Regions from separate parts of the Mus musculus genome. Here region 2 is linked to region 1. A link is a contact called in public promoter capture Hi-C data. All regions are on one chromosome and are shown on one strand. The core of a region is the stretch at or near the end of the contact, and the rest is flanking DNA. Distances in the headings are between cores, read along the strand shown. Region 1 holds the start of Etfa (electron transferring flavoprotein, alpha polypeptide). Region 2 holds the start of Stoml1 (stomatin-like 1).

What was found. Promoter capture Hi-C pulls out the DNA fragments that hold promoters and counts their contacts.
Region 2: a promoter capture Hi-C map of erythroid cells shows a contact between it and region 1, with 47 times the contacts expected there. The contact joins the promoter of Stoml1 here to the promoter of Etfa in region 1. A contact is called at or near these places in 2 of 39 promoter capture datasets (erythroid cells and liver).

The regions. Positions count from the first base shown.
Region 1 is chr9:55,510,420-55,516,000 of GRCm38.p6, reverse strand. Etfa (electron transferring flavoprotein, alpha polypeptide) reads left to right here and starts at 3,758. Exons shown (of 12, transcript NM_145615.4): 1 at 3,758-3,970. The coding sequence starts at 3,932.
Region 2 is chr9:58,249,597-58,254,757 of GRCm38.p6, reverse strand. It overlaps Stoml1 (stomatin-like 1), which reads right to left and starts at 1,594. Exons shown (of 7, transcript NM_026942.3): 1 at 1,359-1,594. The coding sequence starts at 1,491. It overlaps Pml (promyelocytic leukemia), which reads left to right and starts at 4,972. Exons shown (of 9, transcript NM_178087.4): 1 at 4,972-5,161. The coding sequence starts at 5,068.

The DNA.
Region 1 (5,581 bases), core at 2,509-5,008:
GTCCCATCCAAATGAAAAGACAGAAGAGTACATCTTGTACTTCCCATTATGAAGAAGAAATCCTATGCCTGATAACCCTATGCCTTCTTTGGCTCTGAATAGTCTATTCTATACCTAAAAATACTGCCTCAGCTCACATACCAGGTGACACAAAAGACTTCTGTGAGTGGAGCTCAGTGTAAAGGATCTAGTTTGCAGTACAGACATCCCTGTTTCTTGGCCATGTGTATTTCCATCCTGATTATAAAAAGATATAGTAGAGACCTTATGACAAATTCTGCTGGAGTGTCTCAACACACGCTCCTATGGCATATGCCAAACCATGACATCTGAAGTGGAAAGTTATATGGCTTGAAAACATAAAACAAAACCATCATCAAATAATGACAGCAAGACTTATGATTTGATACTGGACTTGATCATAGGGTATCAAGTGACCAAATGTTGGAGTTAGCCATCATGAAATAGACTCCATACAGACCATCAAATCGTAGTATCAGGTAGGTAGAAGCAATCTATTCTAGGGTAGGAACTGGTATATTTAGGAATGAGTGCAAGTAGAACCAGAGGGCACAGTAACTTGTAAAGTTGGTAGGCTAGCTCCCATTACCACTGTTATGCCTGCCCCAGGTTATAACTTGCTATACTTCCTATAACTTGGTTATAGGAAGACCTCTTTACAATCTGCTAACAAGAGGAAAAACCATTCATATAGCTTATGAGGAGTCTTTCAATATGTAAATCCAGGCTGAAAATGGAGGGCAGATGCACTACAGCCTTACTTAGGGACAGTTTTGAAAGACAATGGTGAAGGAAGACAGACGGTTTAAGAGCTAGAACTTCAGAAAGGTATGTTGGTCATCCATTTTATGTGGATAGAGAAGCAGAGGCTAGAGGTCTGGAAAGCCAGGGACAAGAAGGCTTAGGATAGAGGCATGAAGATGAGTATATGGAAGAATTCAGCTTGGAAGAGGAACCAAGTAATCAAGACAACAATGCCTGGGCTAGCTCACTCAGCCAGCCTTTGCCTGGGCTAGCTCACTCAGCCAGCTTACAGCAGACCTCATAGGCAGGACTTTATAAGGACTGATGTACATCTTTCAAAGTGTCACAAATCAAATATGTTTCTATGGTATTGTGACCTGGGGCTCTACAGGACCAGATACCTTTGTCTCTGAAAAAGAAATCTTCTACCAGATGACTCAGCAAGAGTCCTGTTGAGCTTAGATCTCTGAGTTCAGGACCAGAACTGGTCTACAGAGCCAATTCCAGGACAATCATGACTACATAGAGAAACCCTGTCTGGGGGAGGGGGTAAGAAGAGTACTGTCAGGTCCAAAAGAAGCTCAGTCTGCTACCCTCCTGGCACTCTTTTGGTTCTGTTTGGTTCCCTCTCTCTTGGTCCTCTCTCATATTTGTTCTCTCTCTCTTTCTCTCTCCCATCTTTGTGCTCTCTCTTCTCTCTTCTGTTCTGTTCTGTTCTGTTCTGTTCTGTTCTGTTCTGTTCTCTTCTCTTCTCTTCTCTTCTCTTCTCTTCTTTTGTCTTCTCTTCCTCTCACCCGCCACCACTCCCATGGCCTGGTTCAGTCTACTGGTCATGTTTAGTCTACTTTCTCTCCCTGCTCAGGACTCTCCTTCAATCTACAATAAAAACCTTCTCAATCGTACATCTGAGCAGTCATCTTACTTGATACACCTGGTGCTAAATGGCAGTGCCATATAGGAATGAGAAGTGGGAGGAAGAGAAGCCCATGAGCTGAAGAAGTTTAGGGGACAGAGTCGGATGAGAAGGGCTGAGAGGGGCCACAGTTACCGAGTGAGTCTGCAGGCCAGCAGACACTTTGGCATGCTAACGGGTACCACGTTAGCCATTTGTCCTGACTGTCTTTTGGACCTGATTACTCCTATTGAGCTACAGCGATCATCTAGGAGCTCTGGGCACTTGTGTGCAGGAAGGAAAGCTACCATCTTGACCAATAGTGATCTAAGAGGCACTGGATGCAGCTCGGCAACCCTGGCTTGAGAAAGGCCTGGTGGCCAGAGACTCGTGTCCTCAGTCCTCAAGGCACCGGCTGAGCTCAAGTTCAGTGGGGATCCTAGCATAGAGAAGAGACAAAGAGCAGCCAGAGCTGCAGACTGTCCGTCCCACCAGGAGTCCTGGAGGAGCTGTGCCTAAGTGAGTCAGACTTCAAGGACTAGCTGAAGGCAATTCTCCCCCTTCTTTTGTTCTTTGTACAATTATTTCTACAAATAGCAAGCAGCCATATATAGGCTAGCTAATAGAAACCATCTTCTGCCTCCAAAATGTCTATAACTCAGTGGGAAAGAAGAGCATCCAAACACCTAGAGGGAACACTTTCATAACATCAGTCCTTCAGACGCACATTTGTCTGGTACTTGACATACATGTAAATGTAGAAACATATCTAATTGTACCCTCCCTCCAGAAGTTCTTCAAGGACACTCTTCTGTCTTCCAAATGAGTATGGTGATTTGTTACAGATCTGGGCCATTTTCTGTGTTTTACTTTGTACCGGCTCTGCTCTGCCCATAACCATCATGCCCTGTGGGCACTGTGCCTCTACAGGGCATGGCTGCTGCTGCTTCGCTGGAGCCTAGGATGTGCCCGAGACATCTCATGGCAGGAGGGAGGATTCTCTCCTCTTTGGTGTTTTGCCTTATCATGGAGGCAGGAAGGAGGTAGTTCATATCTCATTTAAAAAATTTTTTAAATAAAAATACTCCTTTTGATTTTTACTTACTCTTCTTTCTTTTTTCAATAGGACTTAGATTTGAGTCTAGTGGGGTAGTTCTATTGGAAGAAGAAAGTGATGGTAAACAGAATACTAGTTGTCCCTCCCACGAACAGCTTAGGTGGGCACAGTCCCAGTCCTCCACAAGCGTGGTCTTGTATAAGATGGGTTCTCACTCGGTTCACAAAACTAAGAGAGTAAAGAAGAGAAATATTCACTGTAGGGGACTAGAGATTATTGTGAAGAAATACTATTGTGGGCTAGCTCTTAAAGGTGCAATTCACTCCTGAGAGGGCTTGAGTTCTGGGACATCCTGAGCAGCCCAGAAGGCAGGTAGATTGGTCGGTCCAAAGAGCAAGAGAGATTTTAACAGCCACAGGCACTGATGCCAGAGGATAGAAGTGAGTCTGACTAAGGGCAGAGAAGAGTATGGAGAAGATCTGGGTGGACCTCAAACCTGGCCCTAGGCTGCTGGGGTGGTTCATCTCCATCCCATTCTGCCTCCTTCTGTGTAGTTTGTACGATCTCCATTTCCTTCTAGAATCCAGCTCAAATATCGCCAACTCAATAGACCCTTCCCAGGAAGTAGCAAATAAATTATTTATATTATTTATTAATAACTTTTTGTTTTGTTTTGTTTTGAGTCTCCTAAGGTCCCCAGGACTGACACCTAATTAATGCACGTTTACAATTCTCCTCACCTGCGACTATTTGGTTGGCACATTACACGTGCAGCGCTGACACTGGGCGTAAATGAGAGTGGAAAAGGACTGGAGTGAGGGGGTTCCCTTCGCGGGTGGAAAGAAAGCTGCGTACAACAGGGCAGTTAGTCCAGACAACGTTACCAACGAAAGTCCGAGACCGTCAGGGAACAGAGCCAAGCAACTGGAGGGCGTGGCGCGCATGCCAGCGTCTCGGCGCACACCCTTACCTTTGCCCTACTCCCAAGTCCCGCCTCTAACTTTCCGCTTTCCTCATTGGCTGCGTGGCTGCCCAATGGGCTCCCGGGAAGCGCGAGCCCCCGCAGTCCAGGACTAAGCTGTCAGCTCTCGTGCTCGCATCTCGCGAGCGTTCGGGTCTCTGGTAGAGGAGGCGGCGGCGGTGGCGGCGGCGGTGGTTCCCGCGCGCTCCGGGTCTCTGAGGCTGAGGGTACTGCGGGGCTGACTAGAACAGAGACAATGTTTCGAGCAGCGGCGCCTGGGCAGCTCCGGCGGGCGGTGAGTCCGGACAGGGAGGGCCGAGCAGGTGACGTCCGAGCCGCAGCCTGCTGACCCTGTCAGGCGAAGGTCACGGGCTCCCTCGACTCCCACCGTCCGCGTAGACAGTCGGTGCAGTGCCCGGGACGCGGGTCAAAGTTCTGGAGCCTTCGCCCTTGACCTCTTCCGGGTCACGCTGCCCCAACCCGGGTTCCCACGGCCCTGACTCTCGCGGGGCACTCTGGGGCTACTAGGTTCTCTCGCCTGGAGGGGAGCTGCGTCCCCCCAAAGGGGCCAGATGCCGCCGCGGAACCTCTTGGGGAAGAGTTCGAAACCTAGGCCTCCTGTGGCTGCCCTGGACGCCCACTGCCAAGGGCAGGGGCGGAGTGCTCTGCGGCTGGGCTGGTGAGACCGGGCTGAGTGGAGGAGGGGCTGGGACGTACCCGCCTGGGATCCAGTCCTGAGAAGTCGCAGACTGATGTTGCCTCAGTAGCCTTGGAAACTTGGTAGTGGGGACTTTTTCCGTGGTGACAAAGTTTACCATTTGTCTGTTTTTCGAGGACTTGAAAAAACAAAACAAAACTTTTTTTTTCTTTCTTGTCGGGGTGCTGTAAGGGAATAGCAGTTGAAGGCTGACCAGTTCCAAGGCAATAATTTAAGGAGCTTGTAGATTTTTCTAATTTACATTAAGATTGCTAGAGAAGCAATATCAGCAGCCTTGGCCTGCAAGTTATGCAGACGTTTTGTAACTTTTATACGTACTTTTTATTTTAGTGCCTTTTACCCCAATCACCACTGAGATTTTTTTCTGTCTGGGATACAACTTATGGGCTTCTTGGAAGTTTGAAGACTCCCCCCCCCCCACTTTGAATGTTGCCACTCCTTGTTAAAAAAAAAGTTAAAACACATCGTTCAGGATCCTAGCCCATCTTTCTCCCACGAGATTTTTTTAACCTCCTTTCTATAATAAAAGAATCAGTAAGCAAGTGAAGGCCATGGCTTTTGGGGGGGAGGGGCGGTTTCCAAGCAGCAGTACCTGACTTGAAGATCTATACAGAACTTGCGAAGCAATTTTGTGCATAGGTTTTATGCTCGGCCTAATTGTGGTAAGGAGAATTTAGAATTTGGTGATTTTGTAGAACTAGTCGGGGGAAAGTCCAAGTACCCAGTATTTATACATAGGCAGCATTGCCAAACCTTTGTTGTGATTTGCCAAGAATTGTGACCTTGGCCTATTTTTAAAATTAGAAGTCAAGGGTAGTAGAGTACTGTCTCTAAAGTCATTAATATTTTTTTTAAGATTTGAATGCAGCCGGGCGTGGTGGCACATGCCTTTAATCCCAGTACTCGGGAGGCAGAGGCAGGCGGATTTCTGAGTTTGAGGCCAGCCTGGTCTACAGAGTGAGTTCCAGGACAGCCAGGGATACACAGAGAAACCCTGTCTCGAAAAAAAACAACAACAACAACAAAAAAAAACCAACCAAACAAACAAACAAAAAAAGATTTGAACTGCAAGCACGAAACAAATGGTGTGAATATACTCAAATAGACCCACACACACATATTCTATCTTCTTAAAATTTAAAGTAATTACAAGTTTACAGAAAAGTGGCCAAAAAAAAAAAAAAAAAA
Region 2 (5,161 bases), core at 345-2,844, 2.7 Mb before region 1:
CAGGAGACTTTTCTCTCCCAGGTGAGAGCCACAGAATCTGAGAACATGATCCATTCGATTTCTCATTGCTGGACATAGCATGGACCAACAAGCCCTTGCCTAATGAGTACCGCCCACCCAAACCTGGAATAGAGAGCACTCATGCTGGGTGGAGTGGACACTGCTGGTGTTAACACATTCTACTGGCCACACCACAAGTATGCTTTCAAGGGGTCATTACAGAGGAAAGGCTTCAGCTACTAAGGATAAAACTAATGCTCACAAGTAACAGTCACAGTGGGACTAAAGTGCTAGTTTAGTATTTATTCCCACTTTAATGCCCTGAAAGAACTATATCTATATCTATATCTATATCTATCTATCTATCTATCTATATCTATAGTGTACTTCAATTCAAGCCTTTTGGCAGGAAGAACTAAGAATCCTGAATGGGTGTTGAGCAAACAGGCCCAGAATCTGGGGATGAGCTTGCTATCTGTTCTCTCCTCCCCAGCCCTAGACAGGAAGGTGACAAGAGACGTCTGTTCTATCCTTCAAGAAGCCCCTGCCTGCAGGACAGTCTAAGTCATAAACTAATTCCTGACCTCTTCAGGGAAGGAGGAATCCTAAGAACCGGGCAGAAGAGCCGGGCGTGGTGGTGCACGCTTTTAATCGCAGCACTTGGGAGGCAGAGGCAGGCAGATTTCTGAGTTCAAGGCCAGCCTGGTCTACAAAGTGAGTTCCAGGAGAGCCAGGGCTATACAGAGAAACCCTGTCTCAAAAAAAAAAAAAAAAAAAAAAAAAAAAAAAAAACCACAAACAAACAAAAACAACAACAACAAAAAAGAACGGGGCAGAAAATGGAGGATTCGTTCAGCATTGCCAAAGCTTTCAATGCACCGTCAATACAGGAGAACCACAGAGGACCAGAATACTCCAAGGACAGTCAGGCTTTGGAGAGAGGAAGCCAAAGCAAACAAGCCAGGCAGCTTGCAGGCCCAGCTTTCTGTTCTGTGCATCTTCACCAGGACACAGGAGACTCCTGCTCCCTGCGCTGCTACCCTAGGGCGACTCTTTTTCCATTTCTCTACAAATGCCTTGTGGGTTATGGCTCCCTCTGCCTAGGGCTCTGTTTTCTTTCTATGCATGATGGGCTATCCTGGAAATAGTAACGGGATGGGCTAAGATTAGGGAAGATGGGGCTGCGCGGCTTCCAAAGCTACAGCTGGTGCCGTAGGGAGAACAAATCGGTGGTAGCATCCCCACACCTTGTCTGGCACCCACTTCATATCCTATCCCCTTCACTCTCCTTCCTCCTAGAGGCAGAGAGTACAGGTCTTGGGGTGCCCCTCTGTCCGCGGTGCTGGGTAGCCACTCACCGGCCCCCGGCCCCACGCTGCCCGGCTCTGGGGACAAGCAGCCCTTCTGCGAACCCAGAAAGCCGAAGCTCGACTGCTGGAAACGATCAAAATCCCCTAAGGGCAGTGCCCGGTAGCCAGACCTTCCAAGCATGACTTCTAACCGGGACACGCCCCGATCCTCTGCTGGGAGACTGCCCTGCCCAGCCTGTGGCAGCTCCGCCCCTCCTCGTTCCCACTGCTTCCGGCTTTACTCCGTCACTAACAACAGTGGCTGAGTAGGATCAGGAATCAGGCCGGGTCCACCATGCCTGCCGCTCCACAGCACCCCCTGCGCTGGGAGGACCGAACGGCGGGAGCACAGTTTGGGGATGTGGCCTTGGTTCTAAGGTTGAGGCTTCCTGACCACCTCCTACCTGGCCTTAGGAAAGGAGGCAAGGAAGTTTGGCTTTAAAGGAGCATTGCAGGAGCGTTTTCTCCAGAAGCAGAGAAATGTTTTTGGCCTCAAACCATTCCTCCAAACTCAACACACTTATGAGTTATGGGTGTGCTTATCCAGATGTAGGATTTCTTCTGGTGTGGTCAGCAAACTGGTATTTTTTGTTTGTTTGTTTCCCCACAGCCAAGAAAACAGAGCCTGCCATACAGAGTCCTGTTCTTATTTGCTTAATGATGGCAGATCCAAGTCACTGTGGACAAGTTGAAGTCAGAAGGCCCCAACTTTGGTATAAAAGAAAAATTTCACATGCAGACACCCCAGGAATCCTGGCAGTGGATGGTGGTGGTGGTGGCTGCAGCAGCAGCAGCAAAGCATTACATGAGACTCCTTGATCCAGGCACTTGAGGTAACTTTGTCTTTCCGTGGCTTCAGAAAGCCCAAATGAAGGTAGAAAATATACCCCAGTAGGATGCTGGGAGGCTGGCAGGAGGCCATTTTACAAAGCAAGAAAAGACGAATCTTTCCCAGTCTTGCCTCCCTGGATCCTTGCCATAGCTCATTTCTAAGTTCCCCTGCCTATGACTGCTAGCCTGGCTAATTTTATGTCAACTTGACACAAGCTAGAATAATCTGAAAAGAGGGATCTCCAATTGAGAAAATGGTTGTGCTGTAGGCAAGCCTGAAGAGCATTTTCCTAATTTATGATTGACGTTGCAGGGCCCATTCCATTGTGGGTGGGGCCAACCCTGGGCTGCTGGTCCTGGGTTCATTAAGAAAGCAGGCTGAACAAGCCAGTAAGCAGCATCCTCCATGGCCTTTGCAGCAGCTCCTGCATCCAGGTTCCTGCCCTATTTGAGTCCTGGCTTCCCTCATTGATGGACCACCATATGGAAATGTAAGCAAAATAAAGCCTTTCCTACCCAACTTGCTCTTTACTCACGGTGTTTTGTCACAGCAATAAAAACCCTAAGATGAGTTGGTACCGGGAGTGAGGTTTTAATTAATTTCAAATGTAGTCAAGTTGACAACCCAGAATTGCCATACAAGTCCACCCCTTGCCAACTTGACACACAATCATATCTTCTTATCAATTTCCAAGTGAAAACATTAAGCAAATCATAATAATACCTAAACATGATATAACTATCTGACATACAATTACAAACACATTATATTTAACCATGTTATAATTACACCTAACCAGATAAAACTATCCCTCATACAACTGCAAATGCATTGCAAATTTAGAGTAGATGCCAGGCGTGACGGTGCACGCCTTTAATCCCAGCACTCGGAGGCAGAGGCAGGCAGATTTCTGAGTTTAAGACCAGGCTGGTCTACAAAGTGAGTTCCAGGACAGCCAGGGCTGTACAGGGAAACCCTGTCTTGAAAAACCAAAAAAAAAACAAAAAACAAAAAACAAACAAACCAAACCAAACAAACAAACAAAAACAAACGAACAAACAAAAAATTTAGAGTAGATGACAATGTCCCTTGAGGGACATTCTTTTTTTTTTTTTTTTGAATTAATTAATTTATTTCATGTATGTGAGTACACTGTCGATGTCTTCAGACACACCAGAAGAGGGCATCAGATCCCATTACAGATGGTTGTAGCCACCATGTGGTTGCTGGGAATTGAGCTCAGGACCTCTGGAAGAGCAGTCAGTGCTCTTAACCCCTGAGCCATCTCACCAGCCCCCTAGAAACATTCTATTAGTATCTCAGACTTCAATATGATAACCATTGACATTCTATTAATAGATGTTACATCACATAATTTAAAAAATTGAGGAAAGAAAACACAAATATTTGTACACAATATAACTGATCTTGGCCTAATTTTTTAAAATATTTACTCAAAATATTTATATGAGTACACTGTAGCTGTTTTCAGACACACCAGAAGAGGGAATCAGATTCTATTACAGATGCTTGTGAGCCACCATGTGGCTGCTGGGAATTGAACTCAGGACCTCAGGAAGAACAGTCAGTGCTCTTAACCGCTGAGCCATCTCTCCAGCCCTTGATGGGCTAATTTTAAAGGCCAAGGGATACTGGTCAGCTTAGATGTATGGCCTCCACAGTCTCCAGGATGTTGGGTCTCCCTTTAGAACCCATCTCACCACAACTCTAAGTTTACAAAAGCAGGAACCTGTTACCATCCCTTTTAATCAGTTTCACATAGGAACAGAGAATAGGCACATAGGGGCCAGAAAAGTGGGTGGGAACAGACTGAAGTTAGAAGCCAAAGGCACTGGCCAATGAGAGTGTCAGCAGGTGTGTGTTTTCCTCACCCACTAGTTTCTGGATTGCTTTTTCTTGGTCAAAAAGCTAACTTTGTATCTCTTGTTTTCTTCACCACTGCTGGCCAGCTCTCCCCTTGCCTCCCTGTTGTCTACCTCTGTACGATGCACAGTCATCAGACCCATTCAACGCTGTTCTGTCACCACGGTCCTTCCACTGACTCAGAACTAACTCTGTGTCCCACAGTTACTTCTCATAGGCCACCTGCCTCAAGGTCATTCAAGAGACGCAGCTGACACGCTGTAAGAAACCCTTCACCAACTCTCAGATCATATGTAGAATCGGTCCATTTCTCACCGTATGATTCATCTCATCTTCTCTGGTATCACTTCGCAGGAGCCCCATCTTAAATCTGAAAATGGCCCTGACTACTTCCCAAACTGGCTCTCCTGTTTCAGACCTCCACTCCTTTCCAAGTGTTTGTCTCTCTTTAAAATGTCTGAGCAGCTCTGAATTCCTGGTCATTTTCTATCTCATGCTCCATTCTCAGCTGAGGGATGCCTTTCCAGGCAAACCCATCCCAGTACTGAGTCGAAGTCTCCACTAGGGTGCACTTGGGAGGCTCTCTCAAAGAGGAGTTTATTTCTCTACCTGGCTTTTAACTAGAAAGACATATAGCTGTGGAATGAGTCCAATAGCTCACAGACAGGGAAAAGCCTGTCAGCTCTGTTTCTCTCCTGGTGTGCATGCTGCGTACGTGGCCGGATCTTTCCTTGTTCTGCTAATGAGCCATGCCCGCATGCCGGGCTTGTTTACTTGCTTGTTTGGTTAACCTTTCTGACTCTACCAGAGTTACTTCCATAGCTCCCTAGTCTTTCTCTTAACTTTGGAAGGGAGATTATAGAACCAGCCTCTCCGCCCCTAGACCCGCCCAGCCCTGTCTCACTTCCTCTCGGGAGGCGGGCTCTCCTCGGGCAATCTCTCGCTCAGTTTTCTGGCTCAGATCTGAGACCCATTTCCCGCCTTCACAGACCTAATCAAGAAATGGAAACTGAACCAGTTTCCGTGCAGAAGGTACCTGCACCCCCTGGATCTCCCTGTCGACAACAGGACTCTGCCCTGACCCCCACGCCCACCA